Linked DNA regions of Zea mays: all the other regions are linked to region 1. Evidence: chromatin contacts called from public Hi-C data. All regions are on one chromosome and are shown on one strand. Each heading gives the region's core, a stretch centred on a gene start, on an enhancer-like site or on the middle of the called end of the contact. The rest is flanking DNA. Distances are from core to core; before and after follow the strand shown. Region 1 holds the start of LOC100384351 (coatomer subunit alpha-3). Region 2 holds the start of LOC100192908. Region 3 holds the start of LOC100273932 (Zinc-finger domain of monoamine-oxidase A repressor R1).

What was found. A called contact is a pair of places that touch in the nucleus more often than the background predicts.
Region 2: a contact with region 1 is called in a Hi-C map of ear, with 3 times the contacts expected there. The contact joins the promoter of LOC100192908 here to the promoter of LOC100384351 in region 1. A contact is called at or near these places in 2 of 25 Hi-C or Micro-C datasets (ear and tassel).
Region 3: a contact with region 1 is called in a Hi-C map of leaf, with 9 times the contacts expected there. The contact joins the promoter of LOC100273932 here to the promoter of LOC100384351 in region 1. A contact is called at or near these places in 4 of 25 Hi-C or Micro-C datasets (ear, endosperm, leaf and 1 more).

Annotation. Positions count from the first base shown.
Region 1 is chr1:274,196,783-274,201,838 of Zm-B73-REFERENCE-NAM-5.0, reverse strand. It overlaps LOC100384351 (coatomer subunit alpha-3), which reads left to right and starts at 1,993. Exons shown (of 3, transcript XM_008648034.3): 1 at 1,993-2,531; 2 at 3,360-3,854; 3 at 4,265-5,056. The coding sequence starts at 2,324.
Region 2 is chr1:274,441,964-274,447,019 of Zm-B73-REFERENCE-NAM-5.0, reverse strand. It overlaps LOC100192908, which reads right to left and starts at 2,845. Exons shown (of 5, transcript NM_001138095.1): 1 at 2,597-2,845. The coding sequence starts at 2,630.
Region 3 is chr1:274,367,832-274,372,887 of Zm-B73-REFERENCE-NAM-5.0, reverse strand. LOC100273932 (Zinc-finger domain of monoamine-oxidase A repressor R1) reads right to left here and starts at 2,335. Exons shown (of 6, transcript NM_001148324.1): 1 at 2,171-2,335; 2 at 1,557-2,079; 3 at 1,378-1,448; 4 at 1,204-1,281; 5 at 1,033-1,120; 6 at 440-922. The coding sequence starts at 1,831. The coding sequence ends at 808.

The DNA.
Region 1 (5,056 bases), core at 744-3,243:
ACGAGTCGGTCATGCTCCTTTCCTTTCTCCGTGCGTGTCGTCGAGGAGGACATGGTGGCGCATGTCATGCTTAGGTTATCTTGGCTATGAGGAGTCCAGGTCTGAGATATTGGACAACCAAGTACTGTAGCATGACAGCAGTCGGCATATGCTACGGATTGGTGGTGGTGGTGTGTCGCTTCGGTGGGTCCAGGGCTGGGAAGACACTCGCATTCTCTTGCCCTTCTTGGATTGACGCCTAGTGCGGGTGCCTCTCGGTTTGGAGTTGCTCCGGCTGGGCTTCTTTCTCCGCTTGCGTGCTCTCTCCCTATATATCTAGCGGTATACTACCTATGTCGCCTCCAGATGCCTAGGTCTTCGTCTTATCCTTCTCCGGCAACGAACATGTATGTCTGCCTCTTCCTTTCCCCTCCTGCTCTACGAAACCTTGGAAGTGGGGGGCGAGGGATGGGGGTCTCTGATTTGCTGCCTATGATACCTATGTGTTCATAAAAAATATTATGCGAAAAGCGGAGACAATTAATAAAAATTCTTGAGATCTTTTTGGTAGATAATTTACGTGGGTATTGTTGTGAGCCGTCGCAACTCATGGGTAACCGAGCATAAAATGTTAACAAATGTTGCAGAAGGTGGGTTATGTTAAAAAGCGGTGCAGGAGTTGGGGTTTGAACCCACACCCTGGTGGAATAAGGGTGAGAGACACTAAACGAAGTTGTCTAACCAGTAGAACATCATGCTCAAGTGTTTATAATATTGAATATAAATTATATATATATATATATTTGTAAAATAAAAAACAATCGTGTCGGGTCGGGCCAGCACTACGGGTCGAGGCTACGGCCCAAGCACCGCACGACGCTCGCGCCGGGTTGGCCTAGGCACTATTAAATAGTTCGTGCCTCGGACCGGCTCGCCAGACACGATCCATCTAGCCATCTATACCTCCGCACGATAATGATGGTTCTCGTCTCAGTTGCCACCACCTCGTTCGCCATTCTACTTATTTTCTCTCGCCCCTCATGCCTCCACCTCCGCACCACCCCATTCTCGGCAGAGGCGTAGGAGCACGCGCTTCCTCCCCGTATTTGTCCGACACCAGCCCCGACACCGACTCGCGTAGTGGCTATTGCACGTCCACGAGGACGTTTCGCATCATGCACGCACCACCGTTTTCGCCGTCGTCGGACGTCCCGTTCATCTTCCCGACCTTCGCTCTGTTCTTCCTCCCCAACCTATTGCCTCCGCCCACGGTCGCAGTCGCGAGCCGACTGACGCTCGTCGACCCGGGTACGGGGCGAGTCAGTCATGCTCCTGGCCTTTTTCCGTGCGTGCCGTCGAGGAGGACATGGTGGCGCAACGCTTAGGTTATCTTGGCGATAAGGAGTCCAGGTCTGAGATATTGGACAACCAAGGCCCGTAGCGTGGCTGCAGTCGGCATATGCTACGAAGTTGGTGGTGGTGTTGTGTCGCTTCGACGGGTCCAGGGCTGGGAAGACACTCGCATTCTCTCATCCTTCTCGGATTGACGTCTGGTGCGGGTGCCTCTCGGTTTGGAGTTGCTCCGGCTGTGCTTCTTTCTCCTCTTGCGTGCTCTCTCCCTATATATCTAGCGGTATACTACCTATGTCGCCTCCAAATGCCCAGGTCTTCGTCGTGTCCTTCTCCGGCAACGAACAGATATGTCCGCCTCTTCCCTTCCCCTCCTGCTCTACGAAACCTTGGAAGTGGGGGATGCGAAGGATGTGGTCTCTGATTTGTTGCCTATGGTATCCGTGCGTTCATAAAAATATTATGCAAAAAGCGGAGACAATCAATAAAATTCTTGAGATCTTTTTGGTGGATAATTTACGTGGGTATTATTGTGAGCCGTCGCAACACACGGGTAACCGACTAGTGTAACGTAACATAACAGTATAGTCCTATGATCCTATCATCAAATGACTTTAATGTGTCATTACGGAAAAGCAAATGCCTCACTGACAACCAGGGCACACACCTGACAATTTCCAACGGTTCAGATCATCATGCCCCAGCATCGAACGGTTATGACCCCTTGCAGCTCTGCTCACCCCACGGCGAGGCTCATCAGTCATCAGATCCCCTGCTCCGAGATCTAAAGCACCTCTCTCCCGTCGTCATTGCATTCTCCCCCCTCTGCCCTTCTCTCTCCCTCTCTCGCGAGTCCCGAGTCCCGACTCGCACCTCCAGATCCACCTCCTCCTCCCTCTTCCAGATCCACCATCTCTTCTCCGTTCCTCTCCGCAGCTACAGCTGGGGAGCTCAGCTTAGCCGCCGCCGTGGCCGGGCACGCCGGGCCGGGAGGATGCTGACCAAGTTCGAAACGAAGAGCAACCGGGTGAAGGGCCTGAGTTTCCACCCGCGTCGGCCATGGATCCTGGCGAGTCTCCACAGCGGGGTGATCCAGATGTGGGACTACCGCATGGGCACCCTCCTCGACCGCTTCGACGAGCACGACGGGCCGGTTCGCGGCGTCCACTTCCACGCCACACAGCCGCTCTTCGTCTCCGGAGGTAATTTGCTAGATCCTTCTGTCTCGCCCGTCTGGTGCGCTCTTCGCGTGTTCAGCTCATTTCTCTCGCGCGGATTGGAGGTGTTCCCGCAAGTTACGTGGATGTTTGATGGTTCTGCGATTCGTTGTTTGTGTAATCGTGGGCGCTTGGACTAGATTGCTTTGCAAGTTCGTTGATGAGATCGCTTTTGGTGGGAAGTGCGGTGGTTAATAAGGATATATGTAACAGTACGGTGCGATGGGTTGGTCGGAACTCGGATCTGGTGCTTGCTTTATCATCTGTGCGTGCGATGATCTGTATGGTAAATAAGTCCTAGTGCTTGATTTTTCCTGTGTCTATAGTTAGTGGATTCTGTGATCTTTGAAACATTAGGTAGAACACCTTCAGTCACAAATCACAAAGGTATTCTCATTAGCACACACAAAAAAAAAACACTTCTGTAATCGTGCTGTCAATCATCGAATTAAGACTAAGACATCCCTAAGCAGAAACAACTACTGTGTAAGCAGACCCTAGGTACATGTGTGCAAGGGAGTCTCCTAGGTGCGTACAAGCGAGTCTCCTAGGTCTGTAGATCATGATCCAACCGTAGGTGTAACTTTAGTTTGTCAAGGGAGTTTTTGATAAAGCTGTGCTAGCTAGTGGTGGAGGGGTTTAAGTGTTAAATGTGACCTACGGTTGGATCAAGATCTAAAGACTTAGGATGCTTGCTTGCAGGCTTGCACCTAAGGTCTACTTGGTACTTGCACAACAGTCGGTAAGAGCGTTACCATTGTTACTTGTAAAACTTACTAATATTCTGGTTTTGCTTACTGTCATATGATGCAGGTGATGATTATAAGATTAAGGTCTGGAATTACAAGACACACCGTTGCCTTTTCACACTTCACGGACACCTTGACTACATTCGCACTGTGCAATTCCATCATGAGTATCCATGGATTGTAAGTGCTAGTGACGATCAGACAATCCGGATCTGGAACTGGCAGTCACGCACCTGTGTGGCTGTGCTGACTGGGCATAACCATTACGTCATGTGTGCATCTTTCCATCCCAAAGAAGACCTGGTTGTATCGGCATCACTTGATCAGACTGTACGTGTCTGGGATATCGGAGCTCTGAGGAAGAAGACAGTGTCACCTGCAGATGACATCCTCCGTCTCACCCAGATGAACACAGATCTTTTTGGAGGTGTTGATGCTGTAGTGAAATATGTCCTGGAAGGCCATGATCGTGGGGTCAACTGGGCCTCATTTCATCCCACTTTGCCACTCATTGTTTCTGGGGCAGATGACCGGCAGGTGAAGCTATGGAGAATGAATGGTAATAGTCTTATTACTCACTTTGCAATTTGCATGTCTTGTTTGTAGTTTTTACGTAGTAAAACAATAACTATTCAATATGTATAATTTGATGTTTTCACATTATAGAATTGCCTAATAATATGTTTTTAATCATGGGTATTTTTTATTTGTTTTCTATAATCTTGCCTTCACAGAACTTTGTACCATTTAATGATGTAACAGGTTGCTAAATACAAGAGGCACAAGCACAATTAGTAACTTGATACTTTTGATTTATGTTTAAAATATTACAAGTAAAATGGCTCTTGGAGGTGAAGCTTATCACACAATTTAGCAGATCAATTAGTACTTAGCATATGTGAAAAAGAGTATACATTCTACAAGGAAATGTTTGAAATGCAATAATCTATATGTGTTCTTTATGGACAGATACCAAGGCTTGGGAAGTTGATACTTTAAGGGGCCACATGAATAATGTGTCTTGTGTGATGTTCCATGCGAAGCAAGACATCATCGTGTCAAACTCAGAAGACAAAAGCATTCGCATTTGGGATGCCACAAAGAGAACTGGTATTCAGACATTTAGACGGGAGCACGACCGTTTCTGGATTCTTGCTGCTCACCCTGAAATGAACCTTCTTGCTGCTGGTCATGACAGTGGCATGATTGTGTTCAAATTAGAGAGGGAACGCCCAGCCTTCTGCGTTAGTGGTGACACTGTCTTCTATTTGAAGGATCGGTTTCTCCGGTTCTTTGAATACTCCACCCAGAAGGAAGTTCAAGTGGCTCCAATAAGAAGACCTGGATCAGTCAGCTTGAACCAATCACCCAGGACGCTGTCCTACAGCCCAACTGAGAATGCTGTCTTGATTTGCTCTGATGCTGATGGGGGTTCATATGAACTCTACATTGTTCCCAAGGATTCTGCTGGCAGGTCTGATTACTTGCAAGAGGCAAAGAAAGGAGCTGGTGGTTCTGCTGTTTTTGTAGCGCGCAACAGGTTTGCAGTCCTTGAGAAGAGTAGCAATCAAGTTTTGGTGAAGAATCTTAAGAATGAAATTTTGAAGAAAAGCCCCCTTCCCATTGCGACTGATGCAATATATTATGCTGGGACCGGTAACCTGCTGTGCAAAGGTGAAGACAGGGTGGCCATCTTTGATCTTCAGCAAAGGTTAGTTCTTGGTGAGCTCCAAACACCTGCTATCAAATATGTTGTTTGGT
Region 2 (5,056 bases), core at 1,596-4,095, 240 kb before region 1:
TAGTCGATGAGACGATGACTAGTCACCTAGTCAGTCCCATGGTGACAGGGATTGGTTAGACGACTTGATAACATTGGTGTGCACATAAATTTGAATTATATTGACTAGTTCTATTGAAAATACCAAATCAACAACTCTAAACCAAAGTACATTCATGTTACCTCACTACTCTTGTCCTCATGGAAAGCTGCTCTTTAGCTCATAGCTAGTGAATGTCAATCTATCAATGATTTCAAGTCGCCTAGTCGCGATTAGGCTACGACTAGGGCGACTAGTCGACTCCTAGTCGGTCCCTGGTCGTCCTACATTAGTAGCTATACTTATATACTTTTATATTTATATATATATATATATATATATATATATATATATATATATATATATATATATATATATATATATATATATATATATATATATACACATGTATACGTTATATAAATTAGAGACTGCAGTAGTGCAGCAGGCTGCAGGACTCCAGGAGAAGGGGCAGGGACGCAGGGTGCTGTAGCCGTCGGCAATCAAAGTCCAGGACTGCAGGGGTGGTGCAAGAGAGGAGAGGAGACGTGCAGAGAGCCAGAGACTGTTGGCGGGTAGGTTATAATAGGAGAGGAGAGGAGACGTGCAGTGACTGTAGATGGGCTAAAAAAGGCCCAATAACTAAACCCTAGCCGGGACGACCAGGACACATAAGTCGGACGACTAGTCGCCCTAGTCGACGATTAGTCAGATGACCAGGACGACTAGGTTGTCTGGTCGAGTCGTCCAGCAAATCGTGTACTAATTACCGACCAGCCCGACTAATCGTGATTAATCGCGATTAGTCGGACGACTTGAAATCATTGTGAATCTATACAATTTAAGCAAGTAGTTGCAAATCTTTCAGCAACATCTCATAGAGGCTCTTCTATGTAAGCAAGGTCACACATTGGCTAGCTTCAGGAAATTCAGTCGATCAAGGTGAGTTATGGACTTGTACTATTTACATCAAGGAACAATTAACAAAATCTAAAATGAAATGAAGGGAAATGATAAGATGGGCCATGGGTAGGCGTATGACTAACAAGTAGGTAAAGACTAATACTAGAATCGGCATCACTGACAAGAAGAGCAAGCATGCCCCCCATTTAACTGTTAAAAAACCATTAGGAGTAATTTGAGCTTTAATCCTTTACAATCTGGAAAAAATATCTTTTGACTAGTTGAGGCATGGCGGTCAGAAATAGCTAACCTTGACTCAATTCTGAATACAATTACTGTAGCTAAACATAAGGATCTATAACCACTAGAATACTATATTGGAAACTTGAATCCCTTTACCAGATTGTGGATTAATGGGCATTCCTGCTGGATAAAGATAACACACATGCTAGTTCAGTACCACACCAGTTACTAGTGCTCCAATCAATAATGTGATTCAACTGTCCAGAAACTTTTACAGAAATAACTCTACAACAACAACAACAACAACAAAGTCTTTTAGTCCCAAGCAAGTTAGGGTAGACTAGTGTTGAAACCTAACCGAAACCACAAGTCAAGGTTTAGGCACATGGATAGCTGTTTTTAATTCAATCATATTTAAGGCTAATTCTTTGGGTATATTTCATCAGTTCAAGTCTCCTTTTACTGCCTCAAGTTCAGCTTTCTCTTGTCTCACTTCATATTGCTTCTGTGCCTTAGGATCCCACTACACATTGGTGCCTTTGCAATTTTTCGTTGGACATTTCCAAAGCATTTCAACCGGTGTTGACAAGCTTTATTTCAATTGGTGCTACCCCTAGCTTGTCACATATATCGTCGTTCCGGACCCGATCCCTTTTTGTATGGCCACAAATCCAACGTAACATACTTATTTCCATAACACTTATATGCTAAACATGTCGTCTCTTTTAGACCAACATTCTGCACCATACAACATAACAAGTCTAATCGCAGTCTTATAAAACTATTTCAAGAGCAATGATTCCCAACAACAGATGAGTGTGACTTCACAATAAGTTCAGGTGGTCCAGCCAAATTCCTAACCAATCAATCCATCAAGAATTGCACCAACATTCGAGTAACCGAACTCTTCTTTGTTAATCCTTAAAGGAATAAACTTCCAAGTCTCGACCAAAACCTACATAATTCTCATTTACATGGAAAGATCAACCGGGGCTCACCAACTACAGCGAGATGCTAAACTTACCCTGACATTCCAACTCGGCACTACAAATCTGCAATTCCATCCGAAGGCAACCCTAGTTCCCGATATACCTGTCTTTCGCCCAAGAGGCTGTTGACTACATGGCAGTGGAAATGGTAACTCTGCACCTAAGTCGCGCACAGCAATCTTGATGTGGTGTCAATTCCAATCAGAGGCAATGCCGGATCGGATTCCCCAAGCAGCCCCAGGTGATACTGAGCCCACTCCCACCAAGCTCCTTCTTCCCTTAATCAACGGGCGGCCGCATCCGATCGGGGATCCAGGCAGCCATGCCTTGTTGGCCACACAGATCCCACCTCTCCAGTCTCCGCTCGAATTCGCGGACCGACGAGCACACAAACACATCATATGCAAACTCGGGAGAAATGACGGACAGAGACTGCTACTCACCGACAACTGGACCCGAGGATCCCTCGGACCCCATGGCGAACCCGTCCGCTTCCTCCAGCTTCGAGCCGCTGCACCCTGCTATCCCTTGAGACGGGAGGAGGGGAGGATGCGTGCTGGAAGCGGGCGTGCTAAACCGAGCAGGGAGGAGAAGGAATATACCAAGGCCCGCCCCAGCGTGAGGTCGTCCTCGGTGCGATGCCCCCCAGGTCCGAGTGGGGGACTGGGGTCTGGGGACTGGGGAGTAGAGCAAGACAACAAGAAAGGAACTGCTCTGCTGCAGAGACAGGGGAAAGGATACAACAGAGAGACAGGGTCAGAACTCAGAACTAAAAATAAATGAAATTGATATAATTAAAAACTGAGATAAGTATTCCTTCTATCTAAAATAATCGAATTGTGAGCAAGGAAATTGGAATTGAATAGAAATAGTATTCTTTTAGAGCTTGTTTGGAACACATGGATACCGAAGGATATTAGAGCACTAAAATCCCTTAATCTTAATGAGCACAAGAAATGTACTTGCGGACGGTCCGGGCCTGAGGCCGGACGGTCCGCGGTCCAGACGGTCCGCGCGTACGCAGAGTCAGTTAGAGTTCCGAGTTTTTCGCGGGATTTATTAGCTAAAACCGCGGGATTAGCTCGGTAAACAACTTGTAGCAGATTCAGACATCCCCTTTATATAGATGAAGGGCTACGGCCGATTGAACCTCACACAATCGATCAAATCAAGTCTATTTCTCGTTTTACTTATGCATTTGGAGTAGTTCTAGTTTAGCTGTAGATTAGTCTTTCCCTACCCCAAATTTTTCACTTCTCTTCAGCTCTACGACGATTAGATGTGTCTAGGGTGGCCTGCCCACCCTAGACAAAGCCTAGGATCTCTCCTCCTGACGGGGTCCCTCCCGGGAGCGAGATTCAGGTGCCGCCGACGAACTCCGCCGTCCCTGCGCACACGCGGACCGTCCGGTCCGTCAGGCAGGGAACCCGAGCCTTGCGCCAGGTCACGGACCATCCGGCCCCCGGCCGTGGACCGTCCGCTCCTGTGCATAGAGCACCACCGCGGGTTCTCAACGCAGTGATTGGCGCCCGGATCGACGCCAACACACTTTTTAGCGACTCCGCTGGGAAACAGGTGTCTAGATCTACTAAAAATCAGGCCCTCAAATGGCCGGTTCTAAAGATCACACTGATATCTCCCTGGACAATATCCTGAAGCCGGTTATTGAAAGTCTGACGACCGATGAGAAACATCAATATGATGACTACTTGCAGCAAGCAAAGGAGAAATTCTTGTCACAATACACGGTAGATCGCCACCTGAAAGTTATCAAATATGGAGAGACCGACGCCGCGTCTCTTCTATCTTCGGTTCAAGTCCCCGACGTAGGTAAAACCGACAACATCCAATTTATTAAACAATATGTAGATCATCAGCAGAATCAAATGAAACAACAGATTGGAGGGTTAGAAGAATCAGTTAGAAAATTAACACATACGTTGGAGAAATCTGTTGCTCCAAGTTTTCCATCATATGAAACTAGTAACATGATGTCTATGTCTAATACATCGGCGACAAATGGGGATTCACAGCCCCAGCCATTATATAGTATGCCGATGAACTCATATCCAGGACAAATACCATTACCACCGTCCCTGCTTGGCAGATCGGCGCCCCTGGACACGGTCAAACCGTCCGAGCTTTTGCCCGGACAGTCCGACCCTTACGCAGATAGTCCGATTTTTCCTGTCGGACAGTCCGAGACCATACCAGGGCTACCGCGTGGCACCCCAATAATAGCGAACATGACCGGCCAGTTCGGATGTACCACCGGACAAGCCGAATTCGCATACACAGATCCTACTGTCGCACACTATGCACCAAATTATTACACACCATAGCAGCGGTACGTTCCGCCCCCTACATATTTAAACCACAACACGCCATACGATCACAGGCCGATCAACATTATCGATCGGTCACGGCAAGAAGGTCGGCGTAACAATGCTTGACCGAATGAGCCCCACAGCCTAGGGTCCGCTGGTCTGCCACCGGGCGCAATGGATAAAATTAGAGAAGAGATGACTGAAATATTTCGAGATAGGCTCAGAGTTAGTGTAGCTAGAGTGGGGCAATCATATCAGAAGCCATATGATCACCGGTTTGACACTGTCCCATATCCACAAGGGGCAAGGGTACTAGAGTTTTTTAAGTTTTCTGGTGAAAATGGGAGAAGCACACATGAACATATAGGCCAGTTCCTAGCACACCTAGGCGAATTAGACGATAAGGAAGCATTTCGTGTTCGTTTATTTTCTTTATCCCTTACTAGTACCACCTTTTCATGGTACGCCGCCCTGCCTCCTAATTCCATTAATTCCTGTAATGATTTAGAGAGTAAATTTCATGAACATTTCTTTTCTGGGGAATATGAATTAGGACTAGCTGATTTAGCTTCAGTC
Region 3 (5,056 bases), core at 1,086-3,585, 170 kb before region 1:
CGCCCGCGCCCTTCGCCCAGGCGAGGCGAGCGAGCGCGCGCGTGTGGCTCTCCACACTCTCTCCTCTCATCCATGACTTGGTGAGTGAGTGTGGCTTCCATATTTAAGCTAGCTCTACTCCACAAGAGCTAGCAATATGGTGCTATTGGTTCCACCTATCCCTTTGCCATCCACTTATATGGGCTTTTGAGATTTTCCTGGAATTATTAGAAATTCTTAATTGGGCCAAGCCCATAAATCCTAACATCAAACACCTCTTAGCCAGCTGGATTCAAATCCAGAAAATAAATAGACTGTGCATGTGCACCATGGTTGCCCCGACCCTCAACAAAATGTGGTTACAATAAACAGACATGCTGCCACTCAGAAGTCAGAAGGCCGCTGAGGTTGTTCTCTGAAACATCAGACTACCGAGAGTTCCTAGCTTCACATTCTTCTTGGGCCAAAAAGTCTAACTCATTTCAACAGAAACATTTTCTCCTAGAGGCTAAGATGCCTACTATCGGAACTGCCAGACAAACGGACTCTCGCTATAACCTCTACCAATCTACCATCATCACTAAGCCACTGCAGAAGTGAAACATGCAAAACCATACGTCGTCAGACAACAGACTGCCACTACAATCTCTATGTCATCATCGTCGCTGTAGAAGTGAACGTGCCAACACCATTACACCAGTCGTCATCAGAAAGCTTGTCGCTTCAGCCTGTCCATCAGAAGGTGCGCAACTGACTCGTATCCTTGCTCCCTTGCTGTTGCAATGTCAAAGAAAGTGAAAGGAAAAAAAGAAGAAGCAGATATGTTTATCAGTAACAGCAAGAACAGCATGTTTCACATATGTGGACAGGAGTCGAGTCAGAAATACCATTATATATGGCAATCCCAGTCGGTGGTATCTTCCGCTTCTTCAAGCAGAAGGAGCTGCATCATCGTGTATGACCCAAAGGGGTTAATGAATGAGCGATGGGAAAGTGATTTTTAAAAAACACTATTATATATCCTGACAGAGAGGGGGTTGAGGAAGCGCTCACCTGTTGCATATCCAGAATTTCTTGATACCCTTCTCCTCAACGCAGTGAGGGCACAGCCAGTTCTTGTTCTTCCGCACCTCTTCCATCTCTGCTACCGCGTTTCATAGTTTAGTAAGCAGGACAAAATCCAGCAAGAACAATGCCATTCCAGCGTTAAGCAAGTCCGCTTACCTTCGCCGTACCTAACTTTCAGGCAACCACGGCAGAGTATCCCATTAGAAGAATGGCAAGATGAGCACTCCGTCTTTCCTGTCAAATGTTTGCCAAAGTATTGAGCGTTGACATGATCATACTAGGTGCGGAAATCAGGGGGAAATAGGAGAATCCTCTACGGATTCTTTTTACCTAAGCATGGCTGCTTCAGGTCTCCTTCCCCGCAGCGCTTGCAGTCCTCCTCGCCGCACAATTTCTTCTGCCTTTGATCATAGAGAACGACTTTTTGTCAGCTACTTGTACACTAATCCCGCGCGGTCTTTCTCAGGAGCACCAATCGGTGATTCATGTTTGTAATGATGAGCGTGTACCTGCAGAAATGGCAGCAGATCCCAAGAACAGAGTCGTACACGCCGCCCCTCCCCCTGCTGTCGCACCGCCTCTCCTGCAGCGCCTGTACCCTCTCCTTGGCCACCGCCACCGCCCACTTCCCCTCCTTATCATCTTCCCATGTATCATCCTCATCCTCCGATCCCGCCGCCGTCAACTTACTCAGAACCCCTGCCAGAAAATAAAAAGGAACTTGCTTGAACTGTTTCCCGTCGGCCGTCACATATAACACGACTCGATCCACGGAAGAGAGCATTCAATGCTTCAACCTGTGCCCTGTCCATTCAGCCGAGTGGAACAGCGGTGCGTCGACGCGGATCCGGTCGGGCGGGTCGGCGTCGCGGCGAGGAGGCGGCCGGAGCGGCGGAGCGGGGTCATGCTCGTCACCCGTGGCCTGGGGGTCTTCCGAGGCGTCGCGCTCCCTGCCGCGCGGTGGCTGGAGGCGGAGGCGATGTCGCTGAGCTCCCCCGCGCAGCGGAGAAGGCCGAGCATCTCCATCCGGGCCTGCAAACACGACACGAACGAGAATTGGAGATGATGCGAGAAATTCCTCTTCGAGTGGAGATCGAATTCGGGTAGGGTGCCTGCGCCTTACCATGTTCTCGGAGATGCGGGCGTCGCGGAGACTCTCGTAGTCGGACTTGGCTCCGAGTTTCCCCATGGCGTCGGCGGCGGCGGCTGCGGCGTCTTTGGACGGCTTGCAAAGATTGGTTGTTGTGCTTGGAGGATTGGTAGTGGGTCGCGAGTGCTGAGCAACGGCTCTATGTGAAGTTTGAATGGGAGAAGAAAGGTAACAGAACGGCTCTATTTTATGCCGAGCGCAGGGTGCGAACTGCAGTGTTGCTACACATTTACCATTTTGCCCATGACGCTTGACGCATAAAATATCACCGAGAGATCCTTAAAACCTTAATCCTAATCCTAATCCTTGTTTTAGGATAAAACGAGAAAAAAAACGTTCCCAACAGATGCATTCTCCACAAACTATCGCAGGTGAAAAGAACCATCTCCACGGCGTAAAACTCGGCCGCCGCCCGAGCTCCCCCATCAAGCTCCCGTATCTCGTACGGAGTACCTGTGTTTTTTCAAACAAATCGTGTCAGCCTGCGTCAAGCAAAGGAGATTCCGCGGGCTCACCCATCCTCGGATATGAACTGCTCTTGTTGAAAGTCAAGAAATTCTACATCCAAGGGAGACAGATTGTTCCTCGGATATGAACTGCTCTTGTTGGAAGTCAAGAAGTCCTTGGCTCTCTGAATTTCCACTCGCGATAACTGATGCGGAGTTATACGATATCTGAAATGATAAGGACATCCGACCAAGAGCGGATCTAGACAAAAACAACCAATCCATTAAATTATAAAATCATTAACTCATTTTTTAATAGAGGGGATAACCCTCTATTTCACTATGAAATAGAAAAAGACACAAGTTCTTACAAGACCAAAGAGCCAACCAAAATTTAAAAGCCGATAAGACACACAACTATCAACTACGACAAAACTAAACCTGAACGAACCAAACTACCAGAAGCAGCACATGATCAACACAGAGCTGACCAAAGACATAGTTCGCAAAGATCAAACTAGAGTAGTACGAAACTAAACAGCTTCAGCCCCGATATAGCCCAAAGTTTTTTGGCAGCCTGAAGCTACCGAGGCGAGGGGGGAATACAACAAACGCAATGATGATGAACCAAAATAGCCAAACACAGCAGAATCTTCATTGGATCCGTCTGTCGATTGGCTTCCAGCCACGAGTCTTGTTGTAGATCTCACACGCCATCCTTCTGATTTTGAGGCTTCCTTGTTCCACCAATTTTCTTTCCTTCTTTTTCTGACGGATAGCCCAAGTATCAAGCCAATAGCAACAGGAGAAAATCACATTAGTCGGATCATTAATTCTATCAGTTCCAAAGCAACAATCATTGCGACATCGCCAGATCGCCCAAATGACAGCACCACAACCAAAAAGGACCAGGTTCTTTTCAGTTTTGTTAAAACTATCAATCCAAGAGCCAAACAGATCATCCACACTGTTGGGTATACAAGTTAAGCCAAGAGCCGAGTAGACAATTCTCCAGGTAAATCTAGCAACTGAGCACTGAAAAAACAAATGATCTATGGATTCTGAAAATCCACAAAAAGTGCAATCCAGATTGCCCTTCCAATTTTTCTTGAACAAGTTATCCTTGGTCAAAATCTTTTTATGCCTAACAAGCCAAAAAAGCTTTGATTTTATATGGGAGTCTATTCTTCCACAAGAAACTAGAAGGCAAAGGAATCTGAACCCATTTGATTTCTTTGTAGAAAGAATTGACAGAAAATTTTTATTACCCAGAAGCCAAACTAATTTATCATCCTCCTCAGAAATAGTAATATTATTACGCTGTGTAATAAGGCGATTATAGTCATCTTCCAAAGCACCATAGATCCTTCTCCTAAAATTCACAGCTCTAAAATCAGAAGAAAAGGCTTTTGCCGCTGTGATATTTTTGTCATATGCAATATCAAACAGACTAGGATATTTAGAAGACAGAGGTTCTAAATCACACCAAATATTGTGCCAGAAGCTGGTACTATTGCCATTGCCTACCTTTTTTTACAATATTTGTAAAAATTGTCTCTAACATCAAGAACACCCTTCCAAAAGTGAGAATCACTTTGTCTTTTTTTAATGAAATAATAGGCCTTCCTTTAACATATTTATGTCTGATAATGGTCTGCCAGAGCCCATTCGTATTTTCCAACTTCCAAATCCATTTAGCAAGAAGAGCCCCATTCATCTTGTGTAAATCCAAGACCTCAAGGCCACCCTGACCTCTCGGAGAGCAAACCATATTCCAATCAGCCAAATGATATTTTTTGTAATATGGCCACCTTGCCACAAAAGCCTTTTTCTGAAGAGATCCATACTCTTCAAAATATTCTTGGGAGCTTTATAAATCGAGAGCATGTATAAAGGGACATTGGTAAGACTGCTATTAATCAAAACTAACCGACCACCCAAACTAAGGAATTTTCCTTGCCAAGAACCCATTTTTTTCAACTTTCTCTACTGTGGGTAACCACAGGGACTTACACAGTTTTTTTGTCATCAATCGGAACCCCCAAATATTTCATAGGAAGACAATTATAAGGACATGTAAAAATGTCACCATACCACATTTCCTTATCAACAGCTTCACCTAGACAGAAAATTTCACTTTTATGAAAATTGATTTTGAGACCAGACATCTATTCAAATAAGCAAAGAATAAACTTAAGATTTCTGGTTCCCTCCAGATCATTTTGGAGCAAAAAAATGGTGTCATCAGCATATTGCAAACAACAACAATTATTAGGGATGATATGGGGAATGGGTCCCCTAATAATACCTTCATCTTTGGCTTTTACAAGCCAGCCCATCAGCATCAATATTAAAAAGCAGGGGGGAGAAAGGATCACCTTGTCTGACACCTTTGTGAGTGGTAAAGTAGGGA